7 separate regions of the Mus musculus genome follow, and regions 1, 2, 3, 4, 6 and 7 are each linked to region 5. A link is a contact called in public Hi-C and HiChIP or PLAC-seq data. All regions are on one chromosome and are shown on one strand. Each heading gives the region's core, a stretch centred on a gene start, on an enhancer-like site or on the middle of the called end of the contact. The rest is flanking DNA. Distances are from core to core; before and after follow the strand shown. Region 1 has its middle 73 kb from the start of Gm46016. Region 2 has its middle 140 kb from the start of Gm46016. Region 3 overlaps Gm36830 (a long non-coding RNA gene). Region 4 has its middle 6.6 kb from the start of Gm38994. Region 5 holds the start of Tshz3 (teashirt zinc finger family member 3). Region 6 has its middle 180 kb from the start of Gm46016. Region 7 overlaps Gm28075 (a long non-coding RNA gene).

Evidence for each region. Hi-C and Micro-C count contacts between places; a contact is called where the count stands out from the background. HiChIP or PLAC-seq counts read pairs in DNA pulled down with a chosen protein or histone mark.
Region 1: a Hi-C map of Sertoli cells shows a contact between it and region 5, with 4 times the contacts expected there. The contact joins the enhancer-like site here to the promoter of Tshz3 in region 5. A contact is called at or near these places in 2 of 39 promoter capture datasets (the C10 cell line and hippocampal neurons), 4 of 484 Hi-C or Micro-C datasets (Sertoli cells, muscle stem cells, myocytes and 1 more) and 7 of 115 datasets of contacts at active chromatin or transcription factors (embryonic basal ganglia, embryonic forebrain, embryonic hindbrain and 4 more).
Region 2: a Hi-C map of muscle stem cells shows a contact between it and region 5, with 2.7 times the contacts expected there. The contact joins the enhancer-like site here to the promoter of Tshz3 in region 5. A contact is called at or near these places in 5 of 484 Hi-C or Micro-C datasets (muscle stem cells, myocytes, nephron progenitors and 1 more) and 8 of 115 datasets of contacts at active chromatin or transcription factors (craniofacial prominence, embryonic forebrain, embryonic hindbrain and 5 more).
Region 3: a Hi-C map of cortical neurons shows a contact between it and region 5, with 2.1 times the contacts expected there. The contact joins the enhancer-like site here to the promoter of Tshz3 in region 5. A contact is called at or near these places in 2 of 39 promoter capture datasets (hippocampal neurons and second pharyngeal arch cranial neural crest), 2 of 484 Hi-C or Micro-C datasets (both in cortical neurons) and 7 of 115 datasets of contacts at active chromatin or transcription factors (craniofacial prominence, embryonic basal ganglia, embryonic forebrain and 4 more).
Region 4: a contact with region 5 is called in an H3K4me3 HiChIP or PLAC-seq map of embryonic limb bud, with 3 times the contacts expected there. The contact joins the enhancer-like site here to the promoter of Tshz3 in region 5. A contact is called at or near these places in 3 of 39 promoter capture datasets (the 3T3-L1 cell line, embryonic stem cells and pre-B cells) and 10 of 115 datasets of contacts at active chromatin or transcription factors (SST interneurons, craniofacial prominence, embryonic basal ganglia and 5 more).
Region 6: an H3K4me3 HiChIP or PLAC-seq map of embryonic limb bud shows a contact between it and region 5, with 3 times the contacts expected there. The contact joins the enhancer-like site here to the promoter of Tshz3 in region 5. A contact is called at or near these places in 2 of 39 promoter capture datasets (frontonasal cranial neural crest and hippocampal neurons), 6 of 484 Hi-C or Micro-C datasets (adipose-derived mesenchymal stem cells, cerebral cortex, cortical neurons and 2 more) and 7 of 115 datasets of contacts at active chromatin or transcription factors (craniofacial prominence, embryonic forebrain, embryonic hindbrain and 4 more).
Region 7: a contact with region 5 is called in an H3K27ac HiChIP or PLAC-seq map of SST interneurons, with 2.8 times the contacts expected there. The contact joins the enhancer-like site here to the promoter of Tshz3 in region 5. A contact is called at or near these places in 7 of 39 promoter capture datasets (the C10 cell line, embryonic stem cells, frontonasal cranial neural crest and 4 more) and 9 of 115 datasets of contacts at active chromatin or transcription factors (SST interneurons, craniofacial prominence, embryonic basal ganglia and 6 more).

Annotation. Positions count from the first base shown.
Region 1 is chr7:36,243,313-36,246,038 of GRCm38.p6, reverse strand. No RefSeq gene overlaps it. Among named protein-coding and RNA genes, the nearest start is that of Gm46016, 73 kb to the right of the region's middle. Within about 2 kb of position 1,293, at least 6 of the 459 cell types and tissues checked have an H3K27ac peak or open chromatin away from gene starts, as enhancers often do. A contact at or near this core is called in Sertoli cells, where this site is marked.
Region 2 is chr7:36,309,698-36,312,397 of GRCm38.p6, reverse strand. No RefSeq gene overlaps it. Among named protein-coding and RNA genes, the nearest start is that of Gm46016, 140 kb to the right of the region's middle. Within about 2 kb of position 1,432, at least 17 of the 459 cell types and tissues checked have an H3K27ac peak or open chromatin away from gene starts, as enhancers often do. A contact at or near this core is called in muscle stem cells and uterus, where this site is marked.
Region 3 is chr7:37,094,765-37,097,464 of GRCm38.p6, reverse strand. All of the region lies in intron 1 of Gm36830 (a long non-coding RNA gene), which reads right to left. Among named protein-coding and RNA genes, the nearest start is that of Gm36830, 3.3 kb to the right of the region's middle. Within about 2 kb of position 1,439, at least 3 of the 459 cell types and tissues checked have an H3K27ac peak or open chromatin away from gene starts, as enhancers often do. A contact at or near this core is called in cortical neurons, where this site is marked.
Region 4 is chr7:37,178,662-37,181,373 of GRCm38.p6, reverse strand. No RefSeq gene overlaps it. Among named protein-coding and RNA genes, the nearest start is that of Gm38994, 6.6 kb to the right of the region's middle. Within about 2 kb of position 1,308, at least 14 of the 459 cell types and tissues checked have an H3K27ac peak or open chromatin away from gene starts, as enhancers often do. A contact at or near this core is called in embryonic limb bud, where this site is marked.
Region 5 is chr7:36,696,643-36,699,430 of GRCm38.p6, reverse strand. It overlaps Tshz3 (teashirt zinc finger family member 3), which reads right to left and starts at 1,313. Exons shown (of 2, transcript NM_172298.3): 1 at 1,142-1,313. The coding sequence starts at 1,181. It overlaps Gm36722 (zinc finger X-linked protein ZXDB-like), which reads left to right and starts at 1,209. Exons shown (of 3, transcript XM_030243157.1): 1 at 1,209-2,788. The coding sequence starts at 1,321. The coding sequence ends at 2,568.
Region 6 is chr7:36,349,554-36,352,433 of GRCm38.p6, reverse strand. No RefSeq gene overlaps it. Among named protein-coding and RNA genes, the nearest start is that of Gm46016, 180 kb to the right of the region's middle. Within about 2 kb of position 1,498, at least 10 of the 459 cell types and tissues checked have an H3K27ac peak or open chromatin away from gene starts, as enhancers often do. A contact at or near this core is called in adipose-derived mesenchymal stem cells and embryonic limb bud, where this site is marked.
Region 7 is chr7:37,145,509-37,148,337 of GRCm38.p6, reverse strand. The region is part of intron 2 of Gm28075 (a long non-coding RNA gene); the gene reads right to left. Among named protein-coding and RNA genes, the nearest start is that of Gm28075, 6.5 kb to the right of the region's middle. Within about 2 kb of position 1,472, at least 3 of the 459 cell types and tissues checked have an H3K27ac peak or open chromatin away from gene starts, as enhancers often do. A contact at or near this core is called in SST interneurons, where this site is marked.

The DNA.
Region 1 (2,726 bases), core at 44-2,543, 450 kb after region 5:
TCTGTATCAATTCCTTCATTTTCTTTTATCCTTTTTTCTCCCATTTCCTGTTTTGTCTTTTCACTATCTTCCAAGCAACCTACCATATGTATCCTCCAACTGAGAAACTGTCAATAACAACTTCTTAAGCAGCCTTGGCTAGTAGCTAGTTCATGATCTAATGCAGACACTTGTTACTTTATACTTCTTCAAAACGTTTACTATTCATTCACCTTCTTGTTACCTTCCCAAATTACAGTGGTCTAATTTACCCTCCTTTATTTCTTCCCTTCCTTCCTTTCCTTCCCACCCTCTTTCCTTCTCCCCATCTCCATTCTTTCCCCTGTCTTCCCTTCCTTCCTTATTTTTCTTTCTTCATCTTTCTTCTTTCCTCCCTGCATTCTTTCTTCCTTTCCCTCTCTTTCCCTTCCTCTTCTCTCTCTCTCTCTCTCTCTCTCTCTCTCTCTCTCTCTCTCTCTCTCTCATCCTTTCTTCTTCATTTCCTTGATATTTTGAAGACATTAGTAATTCATCCATTATTTCCCCTACCTCTTGTTTATTGTTATTTTATAGTACTTGACTTGGACAACAGGTACTTGTGAATGCTAGGTAAATGCTCTGTTCTGCAGCTGAGCCTCCCTCTGTCACTAAATATTCTCTTGCCTTTCTTTTCAGTAGGGCTTCAGAGAGATCCCCATGCCCTATCGTACACAAAAGGCTGTCTATAACAATACACTGTAGATTACCAGTGTAGTGCCTGCAGTTTGCCTCTGGGATGGCCCCAAATATTTTCCCTAAGGAAGTTCTTTTGTTTTCACTTTTATGTAGTTAAACCTGGGAAATCTGTCTAAAGAGGATGAAATAGGTCAAGAGAGCACATTCAGTCATAGAAATCTAGTTATTTCCCTTTAAGGGTGCTGGAGGCATTATCTTGTCCTCCATTCAGAAAAGAGAGGGTGGACTTCTGAAAGTCCATTTACCTCTTCTCTGGGAACCTTTATTTCACCAGATGATGAGTGAGCCCTTTATAGTTCTTGGAGTGTCTGACTGCCTTTTGTTATATCTAATCAGAAATTTCAAGCCCACTACTCTAAGTAAAATGCCTCTCAAGTCCTCACACAGAAGGCCTCCCCATTCCTAAACCACTATGGGATCCTGTTTCTTGGGGCAAAATCCCATGTACCCCCCTCCTCTGAGTGTTCTTCTAAGCCTGTTATTCAAGGCCACATTCCTACAGGGTGATACTCTGTAGGGCATCCAAGCAGCTCCCACACATTCAGACAAGGCTCAGCTCAATGCCATTTGTGAGCAGTGACTGTCCAAAGCATTGCATCAGATAAAACTTTGATAAATGGCTTCTTAGTGTGCTGGTAACATACCTACTCCCATCCACTCAGAGCCATCTGCTGCCTTCGGCTTTGCTTTGTTTAATCAACAACACACTCAACAGTGCTTGCTTTCTATCGTGCCTGTGAGAGGTGACACAGTCAGATCCCTTCTAAAGGGGTCTGCAATCATCACGCCTGTGAGATGACCTGGATAGGCCCCTGCAGTAAGGTACCATGACTTAGAAAAGAGCAAAAATTCCCACACACACTCAGAAGCCCAGTGACCAGCTAGCTACACAAAATCATCTTCGTCTATATTGGGGGGGGGGGCGTTAAATAGGATAGGAATAAAGGTGGTGCCTGACATGGCCCATGGAGTCTACCCAGACCTGTCCCTTAGATGGTGCCTTAAGATAGCTTTCACTATGGAAAAGCACCAGAGAAAGCCAGCTTCAGGAAGTAAAGGTTTGGCCTCATAGTTTCATAAATTCTGTCCTGGTCACTTGGCTCTGTTGGTTTTGGGTCTGCGGTGAAGCAGAGCATCATGGTAGAAGGGTGCAAGAAATTAGAACTACTTACGTCTTTGAGGGAGGGAAGAGACACACACACACATTTACAGAGAGAGAGGGGGGGAGAGAGAGAGAGAGAGAGAGAGAGAGAGAGCCAATTCGTCCACTCCTGTCAACCAGGTCCTATCTACTACCTAAGTTTTCTGTCACCCACCCAGTAGTACCAGAAGCAGGGGCCAGGCTTCAACACATGAATCATAGGTCTCATGCCATATCCAAACTCTGACAGTTGGGTATGTCCTATACCCACACTGAGGAGGTGAGGGCCACCCTCCACACAGTGTGTCTGTGAGATCTTTCTTTTACCCACATCAGACTCTCCAGTACGCTGTGACTGGGAATCATCCAGATCTAGGCATGTGTCAGCCTCATGGGAAGGAGGGCAATTTGTGACAATTCACAAGTGTGTTATGCCTTCTCTTGCCATGTGACAAAGGGCATGTATAGGAAGGATTTATTTTGGCTCATTCATCATCTTGAGGATGGCAGGGACTGGCTTAGTCCAGGGCAATAGGAGCTGGCAGCAAGACCTTGTATCGTGGCTCCTCTCATTTCAGAGGATCAAGAAGTAAAGAGCTAGGGGGCTGAGCTAGCAACACTCCAGTCTCACTCCACATCACTTCCTCCTGGCAGTCCTCACTTCCTAAAGGGACTACAGCTTCTCAAGGCATTAAAGCCTGCTGTGGCGGCTTGAATACGCTTGACCCAGGGAGTGGCACTATTTGGAGGTGTGGCCTTGTTGGAGTAGGTGTGTCACTGTGGAGGTGGGTTTTGAGAGCTTCCTGCTAGCTGTCTGAGGATGCCAGTCTTCTCCTGTTTGCCTTAGGAACAAGATGTAGAACTCTCAGAT
Region 2 (2,700 bases), core at 183-2,682, 390 kb after region 5:
TCTCTTCTTAGTCAGCCAGCCATCTTCACCTCTATCTATTCATTTATCTGTCTACTCACATGTTCACCTGTTCATCCACCCACCTGTTCATCTATCGATCTAGTTTCCATTGATAGTGATAGCTAACTTAGGATAAGAATCTATGTTCTGGCACTATGACACTGAACAACTGTGCACAGCAGTAGTCTGTAGACTAATAAATGTCACATAAATGACAAGTTAAAACTGCAATTCAATAATTTAAGAAAATTATCTGTAGCCTTTCCGAATTAAGGCAAAGACAAGGAAAGCGACAAGATATGCTTTTTTTGAATGATCTCTTCCAATAGGTAGTATTTTGAGCTATTGGTTGAATCTTAAAAGGTAGCTTAATGCTGAGAAGAACATTCTAGACAGAAATCAGGATGAGTATAAATATCCTTAGCAGGAAGCAAATTGACCAGTGTGAGGAGCCAGGATCCCACTGTTGCTGCAATGCCCAGTAGATGAGGCCAGAGAAGAGGGCAAAGCATCTTCACAGAGGACACATGATGCTAAGGAACTTGAGTTTGGGCCTGATGTCCATGGGAAGTCACTGGAAAGGCACAAGCAAGGGTATTGGTCCCTCTTTCTTATATTTGCCATTCACATTGGCTGTTGTGTGGGTAAGGAACTCTTATGAGTAAGGAAAAAACAGGGAATGCTTGCAGGGATATACTATGGCCATTTAAATGATGGCTGAGTCTCACCACTTCAAACTAGGCAACTGTTCTGGATTTGAAGCACACGAGATTGATTATGGCTGGCCTGAAGAACTGGGACATTGGTTTATGGCCCATTCCCTTCTGATGCTAGGATGTGGAAGAGCACCATACAGCATGTGATCCTCTGCCTAAATGCATAAAATATTCAAGGGTCCCAAATCACACTCCAAGCAAAAAGTCCCCTTCAAGGTTCCCAGAGGTTCAATTCCACCTACTTTCCCTGCTTTTCATTTACCTCAAATGCTTCCAGCTGGAGCTGGAAGCTGACATGTCAACACAGTGTCTGGCCATAAACGCTTCCCAGCGACCAGGAAGCAGGCAGTCCGTTACAATCTCCACAGAACGTCTGATTCTGTCAGAGGCTTTCCCACCCCCACATGGCTGTACCATATCTGCATATAGGTTCCCACTGGCTTCAACTGAAAGCACGGTGCCCTGAGCTGCACAATCACAGGGGAGATGGTGACAAATCCCTAATTCCAGGGGGTCCTGGCATCCTCGATACACTGTCAAATCACCCTTGCATACACTTGACCTTCCAGGAATCTGCCTTGGCTAGCTAGTTCCTGATTAACAACCTTTCTGGATTTATCAACTGCTAGGACTTGCTGGCTTCCACCCAGACCCATCTGGGTAGAAGTACCCAGTGATCCTGGCATCTGGAAGCATTTGTCTTAAAAGAGCCAATTCCCTCTTGATGTTGATTATCAAGTTCAGCTTCCAGCCAACTGAGTAGATATTCTCTTCCACAGTCCATATCCACCTAACTCTGACCACAGCGTGTGTGTATGAAATGTCCCTCCTGCGGGGCTATTGTTCTGTGGGCAGCCGCTGCCTCCAGCCTGATGGGGAAGGAGGATGAGCAAACATGTCAACATCATTTGCCATGCCAACACACACACACACACACACACACACACACACACATGTGCTGTGACAGATGTGGTTATTCCTGGCAGAATGCACAACAGGTACAAACCAGGGCAAGTGCAATGCCCCAAGGGTAGGAAGCCTGGGTTAGCTCCACATGTTCCCGCTGACACAGGTTCATCTGGGCAGAGACAAGAGATACTGCTCTGAGCTGTATGAACCAAGACTTCCAAGAAGAGAGAGCCAGAGCAGCCCTCCTCAATGAGCCTAATGCAGAGACAGGATAGTAATGAGAGAGCTCATGAAGAGGAGGCTGGGCTAGGGCCTGCAGCATCAGCCTGGGCTCCATCCCCTGGGACAGAGTCCTCCCCTCCCTGTGTTCCGCTCCTCTGTTCCCACAGCTGAAGCCAGGCCTCATCAGAGTAACATTAGAATTGACTCACACAAAGTCAGGAGCCAGACCAAGATGCTGCTGACTCAGGATGGCTCCTAACAATCCCTTAGAGAGGAGGCAGTATGGCCTTGCATAATCAACCCTCAGCACAAGACTTTTTACATGCTAATATAGAGGATGGACCATGAGTACATATGTAAAGTATGAATGTATTATGCAACTTCAACAATTCCTCCTTTGCCAAGCATGTATATGTAATTCATAAATATGCATCAGAGAAACAGGATCAACTACACATTCCCTCAGCTTGATGCTTCTCCAACCCCATGACCTGGCTTTGACCATTTAGTTGGACAGGATGTTTCCAAGATAGTTGTGTTCCTGGAGTAACTTTGGACACAGTGAGCAGTCATGTGAACATGCCCAGCCAGCCTTTCCTCCATAGTGAAGCCACAAGAGAGACACAGGGACCTTCCCAGGGCACTCTGTCTCTGAGGTTCTTCACCCACGCAGTGCATTAGAGGACTGGGGTCCAGTTTAACATCCACCCTGCTGGCCTCGTGGCGCCAGCTCTGCTGATCGCCTCTCTTAAATACTAGCTTAAGAGGAAACAGAACCTTTAGTCATGGTCCTATTCTGTAGAACCCTGCTGCCTACCTCTCCAGCCCTTCCGCTCCAAGGGTAGTAGGAAGT
Region 3 (2,700 bases), core at 190-2,689, 400 kb before region 5:
TATATAGAGACAGTTCGGCAGGCTGTCTGTCTTCTTATTCTTGAGTCTGTAGGAGTGGCTTCTTTGGCGGTGGGGAATCTTAGGCACATGCTGGCAACCTTTCCCCTCAAAGCCCTAATACCTGCAGGACTCCAGTGCTGGTCCTGTATTGATGAAGCTGCTAGCCGGCAATCCACTCCCCTGACTGATCCTTGACTGCTCTTTGTGGGACTTTCCAATGCTATTGTGGAAAAGCACTTTCCAGACCCATGTGTGCCCTGTCCCTAAGTTACCCTCTATGGGACAAACAATGCAGTGTGCATTGTGTGTGTTTGGGGTGTGTGTGTGAGAGAGAGCAAATTATATGCAATTAACTGAATTAGGCTTGTAATTAATCACATCAGTCAGTAATGTCTGTTTATATCACCCAAACTTGCCGGCTCTTTTCCAATGTGCTTCAGGAGAGTTATTCAGCCAGCCCGAGGGCGTATCAGGGTCCCTTGAATGTCTTATATTTTGTCTGTATGCTGCTCTTTAAGCCAATGACCAGCTGAAGATGCACACTCCCTCAGATTACAGGGACTAAGCAAGTGGCTGACTGCAGCTAACCCTACTGTCAGTATTTAAGGTTCCTGGGGTCCCTGGCGTATGCATATTTTAGAGATTATTTGCTAAATGCCCATCCTAGAACTCCATTGTTTTGCTCAAAATGATTGCCTCATCACAAACCTCCCTGGCTACTGTGTCCATCTCTGGTGAGATGTATTTTCCTCCCACTGTGGGCTCTGAGGAGGGTGGGTTGTCTTCACGCTCTCTAACCTGGGAGCTCTCCTCTGTCTCAGATGGGAGTCCATAATAGTTGGATACTCTTGGCCATCCTTCACTTGGAATTTATGGGGTAATTTCAGCCAACCGGAGACCTTGTGCAGCAGTTTTCATCTTTCTCAAGGCTGCCTCTCTTTCTTGATGCTGGAGAATGGCCAATTATTCCTTCTGGTCTCTTTGGATGTGAATTGTAACAGATCAGCCGAGAGTCGCAGTTCAACATTGTTAAGCTTATCAATATAAATATAATGTTAAACCCCTTTTAGATAATTGGAGCTATGTGTGAAAATGTGACCAATTTGTGCATAAATTGGTCCTACACGTCTTCCTGGCAGAAGCAGAGAGAGAAAGAGAAAGAGGGAGAGAGAGAGAGAGAGAGACCAACCATATGCGAGACTGGATCGCTTCTGCTCAGGGATTCTTTCCACACCTTGAATTAGAGATCTGGTTTCCTGGCTGCTGGCAGTTGGAAACCTGCACAGGTCCTGCAAAGGCACGAGGTCCTCTGCCCCCTTGAAACCAAGCCCTACCACGCTAGAGGCTCCGAGGGAGTATCAACAAGGCACTCGAGCATCACAGCAGTGGGGAACTTGCCGACAGTCTTGAGAATTAGACATCTCGGCTTGGCCAGATACCAAATTCAAACAACCAACTGGAGAGGCTGACGCCCAAGGAGAGAGGAGAGGGTGCAGAGGGGAATCCTGGAATCAATTCATCAGGCTTGGGAATCTTGCTACCACATCGGGATGCTGGGAAAATCATTCTGGCTTCTTGTCGTGGGAGTATGCGTGTGTCTGTGTGTCTGTGTTTCTGTGTGCCCGTGTGTGTGCACAAGCGCGCAAGAGAGAGTGTTTGTAGGGCTTGGTAAGGAAGGTAGGAGAGAGCACTAGTTCATTTCTCTAGGGGCAAATCCTCCGGAGCAAGTTAAGGGACCAGAAGTTATTACAAAATGGCTCCTAGCATTCTGCAGCTTACGAAATGTGTTTAGCAAAAATCAATCCTTCTAACAATACCAAGTGAAATATTGTTCTCCAAACTCTACCAGTCAAGAAGTTCAGGTTCTCAGGAGATTACGAATCAACACAAAACCACCACAGATACAAAAGAGGAGAGACGGGCATCTGCAGTCTAAAGTGGTGTTTCAAGCCCTCTTCCTACCTGCGGGCTATAGTAAGAATTCCTAAAGGGAATGAAGGGGCTTATGGCTCCTGTACCATCACACTGGTTATGAGGTAGTGTGGTGGCTCTCAGTTGCCAGGTCAATATGTCCCTGGCATGGGACAGCTTCAAGCAGACCATGGCTCCATGTCTATGATCTTGAGATAGCACACTTGCCTTTGAGAAATGAAGGAGCTGCCTGGCCGTTGGGCACAGCTCAGCTTTGCTAGAAAGTAGACCTCTTGTTGGGTCCATCCCAGCTAACTGAAAACACAAAGGCTTGCTACCTGCCAAGCCCCAGCCTCCATGCTTGACCTTTGACTTCTAAGGGGTGCTTTGGGTAGGTGTTCAAAGGAGCTTTCTGAAACCAAACACAGCTACCTAAGACCTTTGCCCTTGAAAACAGAGTTGCTTCCAAGGAATTCAAGAAGGTTGGCCAAGTGTCTGTGTGTGTTTCCGGCCCCCAATTCAGTGACCAGGGAATCCTCAGCTCTCTGCCTCTTCCCTACACTCTAGGGAATGGAGTGCAGAAAGAGGCATCTTGGACATCAAATGCTCTGTTCCAGCATTGAGATGAGTTAAACAGACATGAATCAGAAAACATATGGATCCAATTTTGGTTTAAAAATTAATGGGAAAACACATTCCCATCAAACTCAAAACAATGAAAAATATTTTTTAAGCAGGCAAAAAATCCAAAATACAGCTGGGTTTGCCCGGCTCTGCGTGGATTCCTGA
Region 4 (2,712 bases), core at 59-2,558, 480 kb before region 5:
GAAACTTGAGATCCCTAGGAAAGGAGGGGTGGCTTATATCCGGAGGATGCTGTAGCTCTCTAGAAATGGGCCACGCTGCTACAGAAGCTAGCCATTTGGAGCCCTCAATTTCCCAGCCAGTGTCAGGTAGATAGCTCAGATAGGCTTGGGTGGCCCCAGGCATCTGAACTATCCAATTTAATTTTATGCATTTGCGATACCAAAGAGGGTCACCCAGGAAGTTGCTCTTATTTATTGTCTTTGAATGTTGTGTTTGAATACCTCACTGACCACCAGAAATGAACAGGGCTTCATTTATTTACTTATCCATTTGTTTATTAGTTCTTTCTCCTGTGAGTGTGTGTGTGTGTGTGTGTGTGTGTGTGTGTGTGTGTTCCCTTAGTTTCCTCCCTGATTTCTTCAATGTCTTCAGAACTGAGTCCCGATTCTCGCTCAGTGGAACAATCCCATGAATCCCTGCTGCTCAGGTCGCTCAAAGTGGGCTTCTGAACTTCTGCCCTTCGTGCCTTTTCTTTCTTGTTGACGTCTCAGCCCTTGAAACAAGGTCTTGGCTCCTTTCTCATTTCAGGATTTCTTTTTGGGTGTGCGCGTTTCGGGAGGGAATGGGGGTGGGGGCTAGAACACCTGTCCGCTGATCGCCTGCCACTCCGCATCTGGGCCCCGGCTGACAGGCTTGTCTGCTTTGACTAATGATGTGATTGATGGACAAAATAAGGAAGAACATACAAAAAAACATTTCTGTCTGGGCTGGTGTGTCAGCAAGCCTTCATCAAGTGGCTGCTGAAGGTATATTTTGCCGCACGCCTCATTACACAGTAATGGCATTCCCAGGCAAAGCTGTTTCTTTTCATGACACAAGACAGCAGGCAGCTTTATGGGCGCTGGGCCCACCGAGCCCGGAGGAAGGAGAGGCACACTAAAGAGCGGTCATTTCTAAAAGTGCCTCAAGTTGCTTTTTTGTTGTCATGAATTTAATATGAATCAACACAATATGAAACGGGCATGAGGGATTTTAGTGACTAGTGATTTTTTAAGACCGCTGTCTAAACAGCCATCAAGGAAGAAAGGGGAAAAGGGGGGGGGCAGACAAAATCACGATATTTTCTTCCTCCAAACCTGTTGCAAAAAAGGAGTCATCTGTCAATTTTATTGCATTTAAATAAAAAAGTACACAGAAGCATACAGTCCAAACAAATGTCTTCTTTCAGGCTAAACATGTGGGAAACGCCACATCGCTAATGCCAGAATCATCCCAGTCAGCAAACGGAGTATTCATAACCCTATTCCGACGGCCTGCCTGCTGTGGATGGGGTGACATTCATGAGAATTACAAATGTGGCCTCTTTGTGCGTGTAACGATGATCTGAATGTCGGCTCTGGCTGGAACGTGAGGGGTACAGGGAACAAACAGCTTCACATAGCTAACAAGGTACCCAGTAGCTTCAGTGCAGGGCTGGGGATGAAAGGGGCTCAGGGCTAAAACTCAGAAGCAGGGAAGGCAAATGCTTAGCCTACTCCCCTCTTTCTTCTTTAGGGTACCCTTGAAATAGCCCTCAGATTTGGTCATAGGTTCCTGCTTCAGATTTTGCAAAGGATTTTAGATTCCTCCATCTTTCTTTCTTTCTTTCTTTCTTTCTTTCTTTCTTTCTTTCTTTCTTTCTTTCTTTCTTTCTTTCTTTCTTTCTTTCTTTCTCTCTCTCTCTCTCTCTCTCTCTCTCTCTCTCTCTCTCTTCTCTTCTCTTCTCTTCTCTTCTCTTCTCCTCTCTTCTTCTCTTCTCCTCTCCTCTTCTTCTCTTCTCTTCTCTTCTCTTCTCTTCTCTTCTCTTCTCTTCTCTTCTCTTCTCTTCTCTTCCTTCCTCTCTTTCTCTCTGTCCCTTCCTCCGCTGCCTCCAACCATTTCCTTCCTTCCTTCCTTCCTTCCTTCCTTCCTTCCTTCCTTCCTTCCTCCCTCCCCCTCTCTCTCTGTCTCTCCCTCCCTCCCTGCCTCAATCCATTTCCTTCCTTCCTTTTTTCTTCTTTATCTCTCTCATTGTCTTTCTTTCTCTCTCTCTTTCTTTCTTTCTTTCTTTCTTTCTTTCTTTCTTTCTTTCTTTCTTTCTCTTTCTCTCTCTCTCTCTCTTTCTCACTCTCTCTTTCTTTCTTTCCTTCTTTCTTTCTTCTTTTCTTGTAGTAAATTTTCTTCACTAAGGCATTTGATTACACGTGTTATACTCTTTCCCCTGCACACACATTGGACTGTTTCCAGAGAGAAATGCTTCAAATGAAGTTTCATTTGAAAAACGCTTTTTATTCCTTCCTGCTAACGGTGATGAGTCTTCAGCGGTAGATTGTCGAGAATAATATTCGATTTTAATGAGTTGTGATTAGGAATAAAAAGACTCTCTTCCCATAATAAATACTCGATAACAAATTAGAGGATGTATACAGGATCCTTATCTTTAGTTAAAAAATACGCAAATGCAAAATCTTGTTATGACAAATTTGAGAAAAAATCTCCTCGTGTGTATTTTAATTGACTGTTTCAGGAGGCCAAATGATTGACATGTACGTCAATTTTGACACCATGGTGCACACGTTCATGCAAGCTGATGATGGAGAAGACAATAACTGTGTCAACGTGGTAATTAGTCCTCAAGTCCCTGGGGCTGGGGACAACCATGTAGCAGCTTAGAAAGATTCTAAAGGTGCTCAAAGCGAGGCAGCTTGTGACTT
Region 5 (2,788 bases), core at 64-2,563:
AGAAGTGAGAAGAAAGAAGATTAAAGAAAAGGACTCCTAAGCAACCTTCCCCTTCAGGCAGCGTCTGAGCCTCTGCACGTCTGAGTGTTATTCATATCAAAATACATCACGTCCATATGTGGTCCTCTCTCGGCAAGCCGCCCCAAATCCCTGAAGTTGCACTGACAGGGCCCTCCTGACGTCACGGAGCTTGGCCTCACTATTGCAAGTGATTTATTGATGTTTATTGGGAATGAATAGATCAAAGGCACAGGCATGACGGGCGATCAATCAGTCATCAAATCAAGGGTGGCAACCGGCCAGAAACCCTTCTTCCAGCCAACGTGCCCCCAACCGACATTATTGCAAAATAATGTTATGTGTGTGGGTTTTGTTTTGTTTTCAATGAATCTCTTTTCCAGAAGGAAAAAAAAAAAAAAATCAGCTCAGTCCTAACAGGAGTTGACGTTCCTGGCAGAAAAAGAGAGGGAGGGGGGAGTACTCAGATATGTCCCAGAACTAAGTGCTAGAAAAGGGTAGGGAGCAGCAGCGGAAAGAGAGGGAGGGGGTAAGAAGACATTCAGGAATGGAGGAAATGTCAGCATCCAACACTGACCTGACAGTCATCTGACAATACCCAGACCCAGTGCGCTCTGGTTTCCACCGCTGTACCGGGTTTGGGCCCAATAAATGAAGAATCAATCGAATTAGCAGTAAGGTGGCCAGAGGGATCCGCTAGCTCACTCTTGCTCGCTCTGGTCCCGGTAGTCACCGGGTACTGCCCGGGACAACGCGGAAGATGTCCCAGAGAACTCAGGTGACCCCGCCCGCCCCCCACCAAAAGGCACGGGTTGGAGAGCGCCTTCCCCGCTGCAGCCGGATCGGCAGAGGCGGGGACCTAAGCCGGCTCGGTGGTCCCCAGGAGGGTGTGCGAGCCGGTCGAGCGAAGAACATAGCGGGGCAACTGGGGGGCGCGCGCACCCGGGCAGGAGAGCCCCGAGCCAGCCGGGCTCCCGGAGTTACTCAGCGCCCGCAGAGACAGACAGAAAATGAGAGAGAGGCGAGGAGTGCGGCGAGCAACGCGGGGGCCGGCGGCCCAGAGGCGCGGCGCGAGCAGAGGAAGAGGAGGAGGACCGGAGGAGGAAGGGGAAGCCGCTCGTACCTGCTGCGCGCCGGGGCGCCTGCTGCTTCCTCCTCGGCATGATGCTTCTCCCGCGACTGCCACCGCCGCCGCCGCCGCCGCCGCCGCTGCCGGGCTGAGCCGAGGGAGGGAGGGGCGGCGGGGGGGGGGCGAGGCGGGCCTGCTCGCAGCCTCCCCCCCGGAGAGCGGCCGCCCGCAGGATGCTGCTGCGCCCCGGCTCTCCGCGTCCCCCCCTCGCTGCGCTCCGCCGCGATCCCCGAACGTGCGGAGGGAAGGAGGGCGGGCAAGGGAGGCGCGGGGAAGGAGGAGCGCGAGGGGGAGGAGGAGGCAGAGGAGGAGGAGGAGGAGGAGGAGGACCGCGCTGCCGGCGGAATGGGAAGTTTGACAAATCGCTCCAGAGGCCCGAGGAGGAGGGGGCGGGGAGGAGCGGTCGCCCTGCCCCCCCCCCGCCCCGTCCCCAGACGAGGTGCGCGGGGTTCGGGGCTGGGGGGCGGGGAGTGAAGGAGGAGAAGGCGGGCAGAGAGATGAGAGGAGGAGCCCAGGAGCGACCCCGGTCGGTCCTGCCCCGCTTCCCGCCCCCAGGCAGGGAGGTCAAGGCATGGGGGGGGGGGGGGTGGAGGGGGGGCGCAGCCGCCGCCGCCGCGGCCCGGGGCTCAGCGGTCCAGTCTTCTGCCCACGGCGCGGCTGGAGCGGCGGCGTCGGCAACAGGCAAGCTTAAAGGAAAAGGAGATGATCGTGTCACTCGCCTGCCCGCGGAGGCGCCCCCAGCCTGGGTCCTGGCCCGGACGCCTGCCCAGGGCCCCCCGCCCAAGTCCAGACACCCGGAGCTGGCCCTCCGTCTCCGCCCCGAGCGCTCTCGCAAAGGCGCGGGGTCCGCCCTGCGGAGCGCGTCCCGGGGCGCCCACAGCCCCCGCCCATCCCTCTTCCCCACCCGGTCTCAACCCCGGGCTGCTCCCGGCTGCCCCTCCCGGCCCACACTCCTCTCCACCCGCCGCGTGCAGCCCCAGAGCGCTCCCCTAGTTGGGATGGTACCCCTATCAAAGATGCCAGGGCCCCGGGGGTGCCCTGGAGAGAAGATGTGCGGGCTGACATGGGTGTGGGCTCTGGGTCTTCCCTCCTGGGACCTACAGTGGCTACCTCCTTCCGTTCCCCCACCCCACCCCCGCCACAAACTTTCCCAGGCTTGTTTCGGGGGTAAGCATGGGAGGGGGCACCTCCAAGTTTCCTTTACTGACTTTGGGACGATCACCGTCTCAGCACCCCGCGTCTCGCCCCCTTGGGCTACTGGCCGCGCCCCCCACCCACTGCGTCGGAGGTTGCCAAGGCGGGAACGGGGGAGGGAGAAGAAACTCGGGTTCCCCTGCCCATCCCCCGCCGGGGTGCGCCCTGGACAGGGTACTGCCCCAGCCGCTCCCAGCTTAGGGGCAGTTCTGGACGAAGGGGATTGATTATTGATTGAGTGATTGGGGTCGCAGAGGCTCCGGGCAGACTCGGCCGATGTGCCCCGGGAAGGAGGCGGCTGGAAGGCTGCGGTGGCGACAGGGCGACGTGGGCTCACTTACTCTGGTGGTGAGGGCGCGGGTGGGCTGGAATTCACGCGGGCGACCCTCGAGCGGTGGCGGCTGAGCGCCAGCCAGAGCTTGAGAGGCGCGGGCGGCGGCGCATCGA
Region 6 (2,880 bases), core at 249-2,748, 350 kb after region 5:
ATCGCAGGACCCTTACTAGACTGTTTAGGAATGGGGAAGGGGTCTTCATGTTGTTTTCCTTCCCCTTTTGCATTTGACTCTTCATCTAAGGAGTCCACATCCTAAGGGGTAATGCCCTGGCACCTTATCTCTCTGCACTCAAAAGATCATCCAAGAGAATGGCAGTCACACGAGGTAGAAAGAGCAGTCTTGTGGGATTCTGTCTGAGGAAGGTGCAATGTTGGGGTGATTGTGGGAAAAGATATTTGCCAGCTGGAAACTACCCCCCCATTGGAACCCCAAAATATAATTGACCACCCCAGGCACTGACCGTCCTCCTCACATTTTCCAACTGCCATTCCAGACATCTGAAACTTACTTAAAGTGATTTCTTCTCTTCAGATATCACAAGTTTCCTCCCTGCTTACAGCCAGAGAAACAAATGCTACCTGAATGGGTTTTCTCAGGAGCAGGAATTTCGTAAAACCACCATTTGTACCTTAGGGAGGGGATTTGGGCTCATTCAGAGCAAACAGATGGTTTAATTCTTTCTACCTGAGGCTGTTGAAAATGAGTTCCCAAGCAAACAAATCTCTCCTGTCACGTGAGGGTACTTCCTTTCCTCATCAACAAAGACCAAGGTCAGCCCCATCCTTACCTCCCTCCTGACGTAGCTCCAATTTCTCACTCCTCCCAGACACTCAATGAGCACAGCATTCCAGCCATGCTTCCCCACTCTGACCTAGAGGGACCGTGAGTCTGGGTAGCTCCTCTCAACCTTTGACGACTGAGTTTTCCCCAGGGCAAGCGTGGTGATCAGACCGAAAGTGGCTGCTCTGGATTGTCCCATGGGTGGGCTGCTCATTCTGACCCCAACAGCGGCACCTGAATTCTTCCCCAGTTGTCTGGTGGCCTTCTCATCCTGTCTACCAAAAGCCCATCCTGAAGACCTCTCTGTCTTTCAGTGTCTTCTACAAAGGGGCACATTCTCTGCCTGGCAGAATATAGAAACCTAACTGGATTTAGGAAAGGGCTTTTTCTCTTCTAGAGCTTCACTAAGAACCACGTGCCTGCCTAGACAGCACACCTTCTTGATTCCCCTGCTTTGTCCCATCTCTCTTTAACTAATGGGAAGGAGTTTCTCTGACCTGGAACTGGGCCATACCACTTCCTGCCTTTCTCTCTCTCCCCTGTACCCTAACCTCTGTCCTGAACTCAGTTGAAATATCTGAGCATCTCTAATTCCTGTCGCTCCCACAGGGTTAGAAAGAGTCACCAAGAGCCATCCCAAATGGCTTCATTTTAATGAATCAGAGGGAAGGTCCCAGTGAGACTCACTCTGCAATCTAGCTTGTAAACAGAATGTTGCTCTGAGTGAGTCAGATGGAGACATTACGCTGGATGAGGATCCTCATGGCTGTTAAAAATCTACTGAAGGCCCTGACAGAGGGAGACCACAGCTATGAATCTGGGACCTGCAGAACTCACACGCTCTAAGTCCCAAGCACCGTCTTCCTTTATGCTTAAACACACCCATGCCACACAGGAAATTGAGTCCATATGCCCCAATTCCTTTAAGCCCCCAGAAGCCACAGGCTGTTTTCTGGACTTGTTTAATTATCCGTGAAACCCCAGAGTTGTTTGTAACATGGAGGGCACCCCTAACAAATCCTGTCACCATCTCTGCTGCAGACTACAGCCCTCTGGAGCAAGTCACCTCCTTCAGCATGTGGGTAGGCAGGAGAAGCCGCCAGGGCAGACTGTTAACATTACTGGGTAACATGCATGTCCAGGGCAGACAGGCAGTCTCATGCTGCTCTTAATTCTTCCAGACACTGTGTCTGAAAGCCACATTGCTTTAAATGCCTAGACCAGGAGTCTGATGTCCTACTGTTACACCAGCAGAGAGATCAGAAACAAGACCCCTAACCTCAGCTTTATCTTGCCCAACAAGGGGCTCGGAATACCGACTACATCTGCTTCAGCAGGATGTTGAGATGGGGACTGTATCCGTACCATAAAGGATGGATGCTCAGGTGGTACCTAATTGCCCCTGTTCTCAGAGGCCTTTTTTTTTTTAACCCAGACGTCCCTGTTTACAGACACCAGCAACAAACAGTATCAGTACTTGTTCCTTGGCCTTCACCTGTTTTCTATTGATTATTCTTTACAAAACCCAAGAGAAATTCTAGTGCTATTATAACTCTCACTAAGGAGTACCACAAGTGTCAGAACATCTCAGGGATGTACTAAAGATGCTACAGCTTCTACAGTGACAGGACCATCTCCAAAGTAGGCAAGAATGCACCTCATGATCTCTGTCCCACCACTGTGCTTCCTCTGCTGGACCACCCAACCCCTGTCACATCCTTGGACAAGCTGAGTGTGACAGTGAGACTAGACACCTGTGACTGCCCTGTCGACACAGGTGCCTACTCTTTCTCACTTTGGCCGTGGAGCTCGGAGCATCCCATCTCAGAGAAGGCATGGACAGTCTAGCAGAGGTTGGGAGATCAACGAGACTTATTGTGTTTAACGGAATTAGCTTCTGGTCCAGGACTAGGCATCCTCCAAACCTGCCTAGGAGCTAGGGACAGATGATACCAGCCAGTGAGCACACATTGGTAGCTGTGTGAGAGCCAAGGCCTCTATTATAAGGGACACACACTTGACTCCTTGAAACTAGACACAGAAGCTCAGATACAAGTCAAAATATGTGCACCCATCTTCTGCTACATATGCAGCTAGAGACAGGAGCTCTGCGGGGTACTGATTAGTTCATATTGTTGTTCCACCTATAGGGTTTCAGACCTGTTCAGCTCTTGGGTACTTTCTCTAGCTCCTACATTGGGGACCCTGTGTCCCATCCTATAGATGACTGTGAGCATCTACTTCTGTATT
Region 7 (2,829 bases), core at 223-2,722, 450 kb before region 5:
ATTCCTTTCTCATAGGGCTCTCTACCTGATGCCAGGGTGGGAAGAGGGAACTTCAACTGGGGAATTGCATCCATCAGACTATCCCGTGGGCATGTCTGTGCATTTTCTTGGTTAATAAGTGATGTTGGAGGAACCAACCCACTTCGGGCAGTGCCACTCCTTAGGGAGGTAAACCAAGGCTGTATAAAATAGCAGTTTGAGAAAGCCAAGGAAAGTAAGCCAGTGAACAGAGTTCCTCTGTGGTCTTTTCTTCCAGTCTTATGCCTGAATGCATAGGGATGAGATCTTCTAAGGCATCTTTAGAGTCCGGTTCCGCCTGGTTTTGTAGGCAATGGATAGGTTGAGTGTGTATGTGGCATGCACCTGCCAGTGAACATGACAGCAACAGAAATCTGAAGGAGAAAAGGAGGGTCTCCCAGAAAATAGGTTCCATCCTGCTTTGTGACAGGGATAAAAGGCTGACTATGTGTGGATGCTGACTCCAGAGAGCTGACTAGGAATGCCTGTACCTGCTGTGGGAGAAGGAAAAAGGGCAAGGCAGCTGGAATATCAATTTCTGCAAGCTTTTTCTGATGTGCCCTACCCCTGGACACTCTTCCCTGGAATCTCAAATCTTTACTTCGACTGGGATTATAACTGGCTTCTAGTTGGGCTCTCAGCTTCCACCAGGCTGTGGCAATCTCAATGTGGTCGTGGTCTTCCTGGAGATTCTTCCAGTTTGCCTCTACTTCCTGTCCTTGGGCTGCGCCTGGCTTCACCTCTACACTGTGAAAGTTGGAAAGTAGGCTGGATAGATGATCAGATGAAAGATCTTTGTAATCAGATGTAAGATCTTTGTCTTACTTAGGAAAAGGGACAACTAACTGGCCCAACTCATTTCCTGGGTGTGGGTATTTTTTTACTGAGAGCCCTTCCTTCTGGACCATTGCTAGCTCCCGAGAGCAGACCATGTATTGGACTCATCATTATTAGCTTCCCAGCTCAGGTCAGAGGGCTAAACATCCAGAAGTGAGGATGACCACGCCTATGGATAAACACTCCTCTGCCTGTGAAACAGCAGCAGCCTCTGCATACACAGAGAGGATGGATGCCTCTCTGGGGGCGGAGTCTCTCCAGTGGGCTGAGAGGTTCCTTCCTTGTGGACCCTTTCATGTTCCAGTTATTTCTAGGGGTGCCAGACAAGAGTACCTGGAGGTTAATCTCCATTATGTTAATGCTCTTCTTACCTTCCTCCACGGACCCAGATTTCCCAAAGCCCCATTGAGGATTCACGAACTCACAGATTCCTTTGTCCTGTTTGTAGGGTCAAGGTTGGAGGCTGAGGGCCCAAGGGAGCAGAGCCGATGGGACTCTAGGACCCCAACACTCTCTTCTCACTGATTCCTAGGCCCCTGAGCAGATGTACCCCGCCCCCGGCAGCCCCAAGGGCTTCTGCTCTGTGTCTAGGGAAAGGAAAAGCCCGGCTGGTTGAATCCCAGTGAGAATGTTGCCGGCGTTGATTTGCGGTTTGACAGTCAAAAATAATCCAAGCATTGCTTTGCATGTGATTTATACAAGTGTCTTAATTGGCATCTTGATTATATGATTGCGTGAAGGGCTGTTTTCAAGGTGTGCCTCTAAATAGAAAAAAGAAGAAACATACAGCTGGGAAATGCGGGGCGAGCCGCTGAATCTCTGCTTTATCCCTGGATTTTTAAATTATTATTACTATTATTTTGAACCAAGCCAACACTACATTTTCCGGTTTCTGCCCCTCTGCTGGACCTTCAGTGGCAAACATTTCCCCCCAAATTACATAAATCTTTCCTGCAGACATGCTGCTTGCTCTGCAGTTTCTCAACGGGACCCACTGCTGCTTTTTTTCCCCCCTCTGCCGAACAAACTCAGAGACGTGGTCTCTCCTAGCCTGATTACAGCTAATTATTTTAGAAATCCATTTTAAAGGCAAGTTATCTTAGCTTTATAGCTAACCCGACAGAGAAGATCTAAGGAAAAACCTGAAAATCATAAAGCGTTCCAGAACATTCTATTTTATGCAGTCCAGAATGTGACACATGGGGTCTTTAATAATTCACTGCTTGTTAACATTAAACAACTGTTAACATGCTCAAATAATTAGTTATGCTTGCTTGACATGTTTGCATCTTTAATAATTGATGCATTTATCTTAATTACTAACAGTATTATGGTCGTAATATGCATCTTTTTTCTATCTTAAAATTTTAACAAAAACTGACTTTTTGCCAAAAATGATTATGCTCTAAGTTTTAATTACTCATTGTAATTAAATTGCAAGCTGCAGTATTTTACTAAAATATCTTTTGCAAAAAAAATATTTAATGGGAGAGAGGTGCTTTGCTGTTTATGCAGCCAAGTTAGTAAATGTTTCATGAGTTTGATATTACCCTTTCAGAGTGGATATAAAATAACATCGCTTTCAAGATATGAGTCAATTTAAAAGTCTACCATGACTGAGAGTGTCTCTATGATTTCTACCCAAAATTTCATCCCCTTCCCATTATCCACTAGGCTTGGGGGATCAGAAAGGTCTCCTTCACAGACTAGGTGTCTCTGTTGTAGGATCTGGTCAGAAAAAAAAAAAAAGGAGGGGTCATGGCCACACTCTCTATATCTCTTGGGCTAACCCTGTTGGAAGAAATGTTGAAGAATGGCATTGGGTGGCCTTTCGACTTGATCTCTCCTGCAGAAGACAAAGCTGCGTCAAATGTTTGGAAGTGAGAGGAAGGTCAGCAAGATGGTTAGTTAGCTCCACAGGAAGCATGGGAGACCAGAGGAAGCAAGCAATAGGGAAACTGAGGCGCGCACACA